Linked DNA regions of Mus musculus: region 1 is linked to region 2. Evidence: chromatin contacts called from public Hi-C data. All regions are on one chromosome and are shown on one strand. Each heading gives the region's core, a stretch centred on a gene start, on an enhancer-like site or on the middle of the called end of the contact. The rest is flanking DNA. Distances are from core to core; before and after follow the strand shown. Region 1 overlaps Gm46743 (a long non-coding RNA gene). Region 2 overlaps Ccdc148 (coiled-coil domain containing 148).

Evidence for each region. A called contact is a pair of places that touch in the nucleus more often than the background predicts.
Region 1: a contact with region 2 is called in a Hi-C map of cerebellum, with 1.7 times the contacts expected there. The contact joins two enhancer-like sites. A contact is called at or near these places in 1 of 15 datasets of contacts at CTCF or cohesin (pro-B cells), 10 of 484 Hi-C or Micro-C datasets (the 63-12 cell line, the N1E-115 cell line, the NIH/3T3 cell line and 4 more) and 4 of 115 datasets of contacts at active chromatin or transcription factors (bone marrow-derived dendritic cells, bone marrow-derived macrophages, cardiomyocytes and 1 more).

What each region holds. Positions count from the first base shown.
Region 1 is chr2:59,415,002-59,420,488 of GRCm38.p6, forward strand. It overlaps Gm46743 (a long non-coding RNA gene), which reads right to left. Exons shown (of 3, transcript XR_001783312.1): 1 at 5,454-5,487; 2 at 5,037-5,098. Among named protein-coding and RNA genes, the nearest start is that of Gm46743, 2.8 kb to the right of the region's middle. Within about 2 kb of position 2,075, at least 49 of the 459 cell types and tissues checked have an H3K27ac peak or open chromatin away from gene starts, as enhancers often do. A contact at or near this core is called in cerebellum, where this site is marked.
Region 2 is chr2:59,034,969-59,040,458 of GRCm38.p6, forward strand. The region is part of intron 1 of Ccdc148 (coiled-coil domain containing 148); the gene reads right to left. Among named protein-coding and RNA genes, the nearest start is that of Ccdc148, 120 kb to the right of the region's middle. Within about 2 kb of position 1,708, at least 6 of the 459 cell types and tissues checked have an H3K27ac peak or open chromatin away from gene starts, as enhancers often do. A contact at or near this core is called in cerebellum, where this site is marked.

The DNA.
Region 1 (5,487 bases), core at 825-3,324, 380 kb after region 2:
TGTAAAGGTGATTTGTTTTTAAGGTGGGCAAAATTTAGCCAACACATGTATACATGAGTATATACATGTTCTGGAAGCTGGGGAAATCCAAGGGAAATGTTTAGTACACCATGGTTAGAACATTCCATCTGTCCCTTGCAGGTGTGTGCAGTCTGTATGAGGAAGAGGGTGGCCAGTCTCTCCTAGGATGCATGGGCTCTGGAGCAGAAGATGTGTTGCTTCGAACAGTCCTCACTAGGAAGAGAGGACAGATGGGAAAAAAAAAAAAAAGAAAAGAAATGTACGAGCCAGCCCTTCACCTGAATGTGTTTTGCAACTAGCCAAAAAGGAAAGAAAATGTAAAGCCACAATCATAGAAACACACAGAGAGGAAGGAGTCACAGTTGTTTTTAAGTAGCTGCAGAGGCCTCTTGGCGCTGGGAGACAAGAAACAGATGATGGGAGGAAGCCCAAGAACCAAGTCACCTCTGGTTGGGCAGTAGGATACAGCGATTGGATGGACTGTCTTGGATGGGTGGAATGACAAAGGGGAAGGTTCAGGCGGGGATGGATCCTGTCCCCAGTACTCCAGGTGACTTTCTCATACTGCTGTCCTGTGAATCGCCAAGCAGACTCCTCAGTTGCCAGCCACCATGAACAGTGGCTCTTCTGAAGTTCACCACCTATGTGGATCCACGGGATAACCCCAGGGCCTGCCAAAGGGCAGTGTTTGGACAGAGTTGGGTCCCCTCCTTCCCGAGTCATGGATGGGACCAGGCAGTCAGGACCCAGCATCCTCATGCAGTATTTCCCCTCAAATCAGAGCTCAGCTTCTTCTCCCCTACCATACCCCTCAAGCATGCTGGTTCTCTAGCCAACTCCACTTCGGCTTTGAACCTCCAGCTTCTGCTGGCCCACATGGACGGGAGTCACCTGTACCATGACTCAAGGTCTCTGCAGATCCCCCCCGTGCTCTCACAGAGCTCATTACTGAATGTTTATGCCTCTCCCATTATCCGCTGTCACCACAGCAGCCAGCAGCCCTGCACAGCCAGCTGCTGGCTCATCACAGAAATGAAGATGGGTGTTGACAATCGACGAAAGCCATCCACGGCATCATCTGGGCCCTCCTTGGAGAAAACAACCTGGCCGGTTTCATGATGAAGCCCTCTCTCCACCCCCACAGGTCTCTGTGATGGCTATGCCTGACCTCACTGGTTACTAACTACAGACAGGCTATTTTTGTTAAACAGTAATTAAAACCAAACAGAGATTGAAAGAGCCATCCACTGTAGGGTTCTTGATGGGACCCCATAGATTGTTCAACCCTCTTCTTCATAATAGCAGGTGGTGCAGGGTCACCCAGGAAATGGTCCTGAGTCATGCTGTATTGCTCAGCATGCGCGTATATTACATAGGTGCAGACACAATGGCCCTTTCATTCTTCTTTGGTAGCAGGCACCATGCAGGCCTCTGAGTGAATCAGCAAGAAAGTCCTGGGCTCCCTCAATCACATGGAGCTCGGGCACATAATGTGCACTCACTATATGGCTCATAAAGACTGCAGACAGTCTCCTCTAGATTGTTCCACGGTGGCTGGTGTTGCTACTGCCAAGCTACCAGCTTGCTTTATAGACTGCAAAACTGCAGCACAGCCCCATTGTCCAGCTTGCTCTCTAGACTGCAGACTGCAGCTTGGCACTGCTGTCAGCTTGCATTAGAGACTATGGGTCTGCTGCTCAGACTCACTGACTAGCTTCCTCTGCACATTGCAGGGCCACAGCTCGGACCCTGGGATGCACACTGGCCCCTCTGGATGAAGAACAGTGAACTGTCCACTGGCAGCTCTAGCAGAAGGAACCATAAGTCATTTAAAAGTTCATTAAAAATAATGAAAAGAAGGCTCTCCCACCGTGTTCTATGGGCGGAGCGAGCATGAGTTAAATCCGCTCCAATTTTCCTGCTTGTGCTTGCAGGCACCCTAGTGAGCCTTCCTCCCATGGACAAAGTCAACATAGGAATTAGCACAGTTGCCACCCCCTGCCTCCAGCTCCAGCTAGCTGTGAGACTTTGCACAAACGTAGGCTCTAACTATGCTTCAGGATTCTTATCTGTGAGTGAGTCAGACTTGGACCACATCATCTCTTTATCTCTAAAGTAACTATTGGCCTTGGAGGAACAGAAATAAATTGGAGACACAACCTCAACCCCCCACACCTCCCCCCCCCCCTGCCCAGAAAAACCCTAACGGTGCTGAATATATTGCGCCAAAAAGACAAACTGCAGGAAACTACAAATGGCTGAAATAATGGAGACCTCTTGTCCAAGAGCATCCATCACCACCACCTCTGGCAATCACTGTTATCTAGTTAATCCTGACACAGCACAAAAGTAGCTCGGCTTTGCTCTGTTCCCCAAATTATGACACAAGGCTGGTGAACAAGGTGAGTGACAGCCCAGACCGTATAGAAGGGCCATATTAGAGGTCAACGTAAGGTCCTGCAAGTCCAACAATTCAGTCACACTTCCCTGCCCACAGTCTCCAATGGCCTCTGAGGGGTAGGCCACAGCCTTGCCTCTCTCAGTGCCTGGGTAGGATAGGGTTGGATTAGCTTGAAGGCAGAGCAACTGCTGTCTGTGTTGGTTCTGTTTGTATACCGCCTTTCTTCAAAGCCCTCCACCTGTTTTTGCAAATAACTCTCGCAAGCCTCTTCTGAGCAAGTGGAGAAGAGACAAGCTCACAAAGGCAGCAGATGTTCTTCAGCCTGAGGGTCTGCCAGGCGCCTGGCTTCATCAGCTGACGTGGCTGTCAGAGCCCATGATTCACAGTACAGCCCTCTGCGGGCGATCTGTCTGCAGAAGCAAGGCAGATGTTTCGGTCTTCACCGGCCATTGGCAGATCCTTGTGATGTGAAGAGCAGCAAAGATGGAGCCCTGTTCCTCAGACACCTCTCCTGTGAGATTGCGGGTTCCTGAAGAGGACTATGTAGGGCTGGTTTTCAGGCTCTATAGCCTCTTGGTAATGACCTTTATTTCAGTTTTGTTGTTGTTGTTGCTTATTGTTTTTTGTTTGTTTGGTTTGTTTTTTTGAGACAAAGTTTCTCTATGTAGCCCTGGCTATCCTGGAACACACTCTGTAGACCAGAGATCCATCTGTCTCTGTCTCCTGAGTGATGGGATTAAAGGTGTGTGCCACTACTATGCCAGGCTTGAACTTAATTTTTTAGGGCTAGATTCACCCTATGGGAGGGGTGGTCAGCTTCCAGGTCTGGAATTTTTCTAAGAGCCCCTACTGGCTGTCCACATGTGCAGTCTCAATAATGAGCCTGCAGGGAAACAGATCAGTTATGGTTTCTCCTGTCTGAGGATGCCAAACTGTGTCCAGAGAACTGTGTTTTGTGCTCAGCATGGGAGGCTGAGCAGAGCCCAGGCTGCTCCACCAAGTTCCAGGCCTTAGGGTGGGATGGGATCTCTGCAAGCTACTCACCTATGGAGTTGGCTCTGCAGTCCACTGGGAACTCTTCCTGATCTAGGCTGATGACCTGTGTGCCTCTTTGTCAGGCTGTGTGTGCCCTCCTCAACCTGGACACATGATGACCCTTAGATGGCTCTGAAGAAGGGAGCCATGGTAGCTACCACATGGGGTGTTTGAATTCAGTTAGGAAAAAAACGAGACAGGCATTTTCATCTGATCTAATCACTGACTTCTTCAGGCAGTTCTCAGACAATACTTTGGGCAGCACATGTCAGAAACAAGCTTTGGATGTCCCTACTAGACTTATACTTATACTCTGACTCCCGGCCTGGAAGATCATGCCTGTAAGTACTGATCTTTGAGCAGAGGGGTGCATCAGATTCAAAGGAAGAAACTGGGCTTCCTCACACAACAGGTCCACTCTACCCAGGCTCTGAAGCCTTTAAACAAAGGAGAGGTCTACATATATAAGGAAGCAGGAGATGGTTTGGGTAGGAAGACATCTCCCTACCTGGTGTCGACTGAAGGTCAGTAGATGTTATGTGCTATAGACCCTACTAGAGCACTCCTTCCCATATGTGTTCTCTTCACCACTGAAACCAAGGAATCAATTAGCATTCATTTCTAGGACAGCCAAGTTCTTACTAGTAGGGAAGAAACAGGACAACTCAGGGCCCAAGAAGCACAACATCTGGCCAGCTGTGTTCAACACATATCCACTTTTCTATGTCTGACTCCTTCCCACCCAGTCCTCCATGATAATGAATAATCAGCAGCTACCTTAAGACTGAGGAACATTCCACCCAACTCTAATGATGCCTCAGTCTGTGCTGGAAATGCAGGAGCAAGGTAGATATTCTCGGAATCAGCATTGCCGTCCTAGGATACAAGCTACGCAATCACCCATGAGTAGCTAGCAAGGAAAGCAGGGACAGTCACTCTGGGAAATTGCTTGTGATACAGGACATGTATAGCCACAATGCTGCCTACTGTCCACAGCTGATGCTTTCCCCAGAATATAGCAGGCTATTAATGTACTTATGATTATTGGGTAGTTACTAAAATAATATCCAATTTATATATAAATGCAGTACAAAGAGTTTAAAAAAAAAACTTGTCTAAGGTCAGTTGGTGAGTAGAAATCTGAGACATGAGTTCTGTGGTTTTCTTCCAGAATTTTCCATAGCTTGCCCATGAGGACAGGGTACCAAGGGAGCCTGTAACTCTGAAAGGGCAATGCCCAGAGCCACCACAACTTTCAGCTAGAGGAAAGAGTTGGTGAGGGCCCCCCTGCCTACCAGGATGGTTAGGGTAGGAATGGTCTGGATATCAGGGATCAAGTGGGCTTTGTGACTAACACCATGATGTGTGACTGAGTGACCTACAGGAACCACTGGAATTTTCCAGGCAATCATATAGCTGATAAAACAAAGAAGGAAAGCAATATCCGCCTTCCATCCCTGAAAGCCTCTGCTTGATGAGAGGCAGTCTGAGGTCCAAGGAGCATACAGGTCGGACAGCTTCTGCTCTTGCCCACACCCACTGTATTGCCCTTAGGGATAAGTTGCTTGGCTTTCCTTACCTCTGGGTAGCTGGGTAGCAGTTCACCTCCAGGGTTCCCCCTCTCTGTGCCTGCTGTTGGGGCTACAGAAGAGAAGCAGTGTCACCTGATATGACCATTGTTGGCATCATCTGTGTGTAAGCACACTCTCACTGTAAGGGAAAAGCCATTACGCCCAACCCCTGTGTGTGTGTGTGTGTGTGTGTGTGTGTGTGTGTGTGTGTGTGAGAGAGAGAGAGAGAGAGAGAGAGAGAGAGAGAGAGAGAGAGAGAAAGGGAGAGAGAGAGAGGGAGAGGGAGAGAGAGGGAGAGAGAGGGAGAAGGAGAGGGGGAGAGGGAAAGAGAGAGAGAGAGAGAGAGAGAGAGAGAGAGAGAGAGAGAGCTCATAACAGCCTCTCCTGTGGAGCCCTTTGGAAGATTTAAGAGTCACTTCTCTTACCTTAGCAAGAAGGATCATTTGAAAGAGTTAAACA
Region 2 (5,490 bases), core at 458-2,957:
AAAAGCAAGGTTAGTACATTTAGAGACTTTTCCAGAACTATGAACTTTAAAGGCATAGATCTTTTCTTTGTTTTGGCAGGAGGTGCTGTGTGCTGAGTTTTATGGCCTGAATGGTACTTCCATCATGGCATCAGTAGTGCTAAGATCTGGGGGGCTACTAAGGTGTAGGGGCCTGTTACACCAGTACGTTTATTCCAATACTCAAATTATCTCAAATTTGGTCCTTCCACCTGGCTTCTGCGTCCCTTGTTTTGTAGAACTGGTGTCCCTATCCTAGCTCATAATGCTGTGCTTTTCAAGTCTGGCATGACTCAGCTAAGTTCTTCACTTGGACCTGGACAAGGCTGAAAACAAAGTAGAAGAAGCCAGACTGTTTTAAAGCAAAAACCTATTTGCAAAACCATTCATGTCAGATGCAATGACCTGTGCCCTTAGGACTGAAGTTCCCGCGTCCTTGCTTATGAGCCAGGAGCAGCTTGGGGACACTGGGCTCCTTGTTTTCTTTGCCATGTGCTTGGCCCCACCTTCAAGTCAACCCAGCAAAGTGATCCTCTCAGCCATTCTTTGTCATACTTAGAATCCCTCCATTTCATCTCTAGCCCCCAAACTTAGAAACTGTTCTTGCCATAAGGTCAGACCACTTTATCTTATCTGCCGACTATCAGAGACTTTAATTACATGTCCAAGTCTCTTTGGCAACATCAGATAGCAGTGGAGAGACAGCGCAGAATATTTACACTCCTGCATGTTTCATAGGGTGTATACTGTGGGTGGATATTCTCAGGGAGGTCCTCTTAGAATTCTGCCTATTACGTATATAGAAAGCACTAGAATAGTGTCTGTCATTATAAATATGAATACATTAGCTACTATTACTGTTTATTATATAAAACACTCAAGGGATTTACAAAATAATAATAATAATAATGTTGTCATTGTAATGACAAGAGTATGTGAAATAACACTCAGCTGAGAACAGATAGGAAATATACTTGGTGGAACTTTCTAGAAGCTTGTTGGGTGAAGTATAATGAAAGCCCAGTGTGTCTATTGTCAGGAATTCATCTAATGTTATAATCAGAGGTGCACCTGCAAAAGAACAGGGATATTAATTATAGTGTAATGCACAATAAACACTCTTTTCCTCATTTTTAGTTCAGGATGGACCAAAACTCTGAAATATCCTCCAGTCTTGGTGTTTCAAGTGTTAGAATTATAGGAGTGAGCCACCACACTTCGTTAATAAACACTTTAAAAAAAAACAAAACAAGAATTTCCATTTAGTGATTGATTAAATAGTATGGCATAGATAATCAATAGACTATTATGAAACATGAAAAAACAACAATAAAAGCTTATGGTCTGAAAACATTTAATGAGAGAGACATACTTATGCTGCAAATGAAGTGAAGGATTTCTAAAATCACTTGGCCAGTCTGTCTGTTCAGAGGCTAAATGGGTAGCAACTTTCCTTTATCTCTTTGGGGCTACATCTTTTTCGAGCATCAATCCTACCTGGAGAGAATTTTTGCCTCTTCACACTTCCATAGGTCAAACAAGCCTTCTGGCATCTCTTTGGAGAGCACCAGCATACTTCCTAGAGTGCCAAGTGTCCTTTGGCAAGACAGGGTCACTTGAAAAGAAAGGGAGCATGACCTGTCACCATCTGTCTGGCTCTGCCCATCTGCCAAACGAGGGCGTCATGAAGAGGAAGGCTCTGCATCGGCTCCTTCGTTCCTGGCTGCAGCCTCTTCCAAGGACTGTAACGGGGTAAAGGCTGGCTCTCTGCTCTAAGTCTACTGTCCTATTTACACAAAGCTTGTTAAAGTGCTCTCAGCAAGAGCTTAGAGTATAGCTTTTGTTTATCTTTAGCTACAGTAAAGGTGCTCACCTGATATAAAATACATATTGGTGATAGAGTGGGTAAAAGCAGAGGTGAACTAAAAGCAAGCACACCACACCATACAACGGCTGCAATTAGTCCCAACTAACACTCACAGAGCTTAAATGACTCATTTACTTAGATGTCTTGCTTTTTTGTTTGTTTGTTTTCATTGATTTAATCCATGTGAGTATGGGGTAGGGCACGCATGGCACAGAACACATAATGAACCAAAAGTGGTAATAAGTCCTCTCCTTCCACCATTCGGGTTCTGGGCATTGAACTGAGATCATCAGCCTTTGCCAACTGAACCATCTCATCAGCTAAAACCAGGGTTTCAAAGACCTGGCTTCACTCTTGTCATCATACCAGGGATTTCTGACTTAGTACATTTGTTTTATTAGAGTGGGGGAGGGAGGAAGGGAGGGCAGAAAGGAGAAAGGGAGGGCAGAAAGGAGAAAGGGAGGGCAGAAAGGAGAAAGGGAGGGAGGGAAGGAGGGAGGGAAGGAGGGAGGGAAGGAGGGAGGGAAGGATGGAGGTAGGGAGGGAGGGAGGGAGGGAGGGAGGGAGGGAGGGAGGGAGGGAGGGAGGAAGGGAGGGAGAAGGAGGGAGAAAAGCTCAAGAAATACAAACACAAATGTTTAGCCATCTTCAGATCTACCTCCATTTATGTCATGAAGGCAAGTTAGTCATATACAAGGTCAGGTTAAGGAATTCTCTCCCCACCCCTTCAACCCACAAAGAGATGCTTAAAACTCCATCTCTTAATAGAGCCTGGTGCCCACACTACTTTTTTCCATCTCCTACTACTCCTGCCACAATTCTTAACAAATATCAATGTCCCTGTTCATGTGGTAGTTTGAATGAAACATGGCCCTCCTAGGCTAGTATATCTGATCACTTGCTTCTCAGGTGGTAGCATTACTTAGCAAGATTTAGGAGTGTGGCCTTGCTGGAGGAAACACATCAGTGGAAGTGGGCTTTGAGATTTTTGTCTCGCTCTACTTCCAGTTTGCTCTCTCTGTTCTGTGCTTGCAGTTAAAGGAGTAGTCTTATAGCTCCCTTCCCCTGCCTCCATGCCTGCTGTTTGCTGCTATGCCTATCTATCTGTCACACCAGGACTCTTACCCCTCTGCAACTGTAAGTTACAATGACTCTTCTCTTCCTTAAGTTGTCTTGGTCATGGTATTTTATCATGGCAGCAGAAAAGTAACTGAGACAACCGTTGGAACCCAGGAGCAGGCTGTTCCTAGGAAGAACCTGACCATGTCGATTTTTAGAAGAACATGGGAGACTCTGAAACTTTGGACTAGAAAACCAGTTGAATGCTGTAAACAGAGCTTTTAGCATTTTCTTTTCCTGTGGGGGCCTAGAAGAAAGGTAGTGCTAAGGGTGATGTGGACTTGGAGGTGTCAAGCATTTCCAAGGGGAATAATACCAGCAACTGGGCCCGAGGCCATTCCTGAACTACCTTATTAAAGAATCCGGCTGCCCTCTGTCCTTGTCCTTAAGAACTTGCCCGAAGCTAAATTAGAAGGAAATGGACTAACTTCTTTGGAAGACGAAATTTCAAGCATAACATTGAGTCTGTGGCATGGTTGTTACTAATTTCCCTTATGCAGGTCTACGGTGAAAAAAAAGAAAGTGACAGAAAGAACTACTCAACATACCATTGGACAGGAAAAGAACACGAGGAAGCCTAGTGTGACAACCAGGGCTTGTGTTGAAAGAGAAGCTGCAATTGCTGTAATTGGCACAGTAAAGGAGACACCTCTTGCTATGCAATAAAACAAAGAAGAGGGCCCCCAGGACAAGACCTCACCTAGCTAAGCTTCCACACTGGGAAAGAGGGCCTCAGAGTTTTCTGCTCCTAGAAACCAATTGGATAAAAATACATACATACTTACATACATACATACACACATACTTACTTACATACATACATAAGCTCTTATGAATGCAATTCAAGGGGCTGAGTTTTAGAAACGTGAAGAATGCAAGAGCGAAGTGATTACAGACTCTTCCTCAGTTGTTTCTGGAAGCCACTGAGGCCAGACAGTGTGTGGCAGGGGAGTCCCTGCATGAAGGCTCTAAGGTGACGGGAACCCTCAGAAAAGACTTGGAACTTTAGGCAGTGAGACTTTAGACTGAGAAAGACTACCAGGACTTTCGAAGTTGGAGCAGGTGCATTTTGCATTATGACATGGGATAGACCTCAGGGCCCAGGGAAATGTGGTGGTTTGGAAGAGAATGCCTCCCGTAGACTCATATATTTGAACACTTGCTCTCCAGTTGGTGGCACTGTTTAAAGCTGTGTGTCCTTGCTGAAGGAAGTGTATCACCAGGGGCAGGCTTTGACATTCCATTGCCTCACTTTACTTCCTCTGCTCTCTCTCTCTCTCTCTCTCTCTCTCTCTCTCTCTCTCTCTCTCTCTCTCTCTCTCTGCTTCAGGCTTAAATCACTTGGCTTTCTTAAATCGCTGCCATTCTTGTTGCCATTACTCAGCTGACCAGTAGACAAAGCTGGCATATCTGTTTGGTTTCTATTGTGATGGTAGAACACCATGGCCAAAAGCGACTTTCATGAAAAGGCTTTATTTGGATTATATATCCTGGGTTACAGTCCACTGAAGAGTAAGATGTAGACATACCACTTATGAAATCATTGCTTGCTGGTATTGCCACAATTCACAGGAGCAAAAGTCAGTGTGGAAATTCTAGATATGGATTCAGATCACTTATTTAAACATTGCCATCAAGGATCTAGAGAGATGGCTCATATGTGCACTGAGATGTACACATGTACCCATATTTAAAAGTAATGAAAATAAATCTTAATAAGGTTCTTTCTATGAAATTTCTCATATATCTTCAAAATAAATACATAACATATGTATGTTCTCACTAGGGTAAATATGAAAGTCTCCTAGGATATATTGGTGGTCTCCAGTGTGAGAGAGAAATGTCTGTTTTGCATTCTTTCTATAACCTGAAGAAGCATGAAGAATAGTGAGTTTTATTTCTGCCAGATGTCTCAATTATTTGTAAGAGCATCTAGAATCTTTAAAAAGATACATGTGATAGAATTTTTCCTAATCTAATACAGTATGTATGTGAAAAGACGTCAGTAAAGTTCATTTAGACTGATTTCAAATCAACTTTAATTCCCAGCCTATACTTCCTATAAGCAAACACACAAAGCCAAAATGTCACTCTTACAAAAATACTTATTTATATCCTTATAAATTAAACTTCTATAATAAGAATTCTTATTAAGACCATACCCTGCTCACCTATCTCCACAGGTGTTTGACGAGAATTTATCCTGACTCCTGACTTTATTTGTAATCATTTTCTCAAGATTCAAGTCACACTCCAACCTTGTTGCAACTGATTGCACTTACGGTCCTCACTGCTCAGGATGCTATGCTATGGCAGGAGGGTCATTTGAGCCCAGGAGTTTAGGGAAGACTGGGATAAAATATCGAAAGACTCTTTCTCAAGGCGTGTGTGTGTTGGGGGAGGGCAAGACAAAAATTATGTCTAGAACATTTCTCACAAATTCTATCTAATTTAGACTGAAGTTGCAGTAGACAGGCAATGAGCTA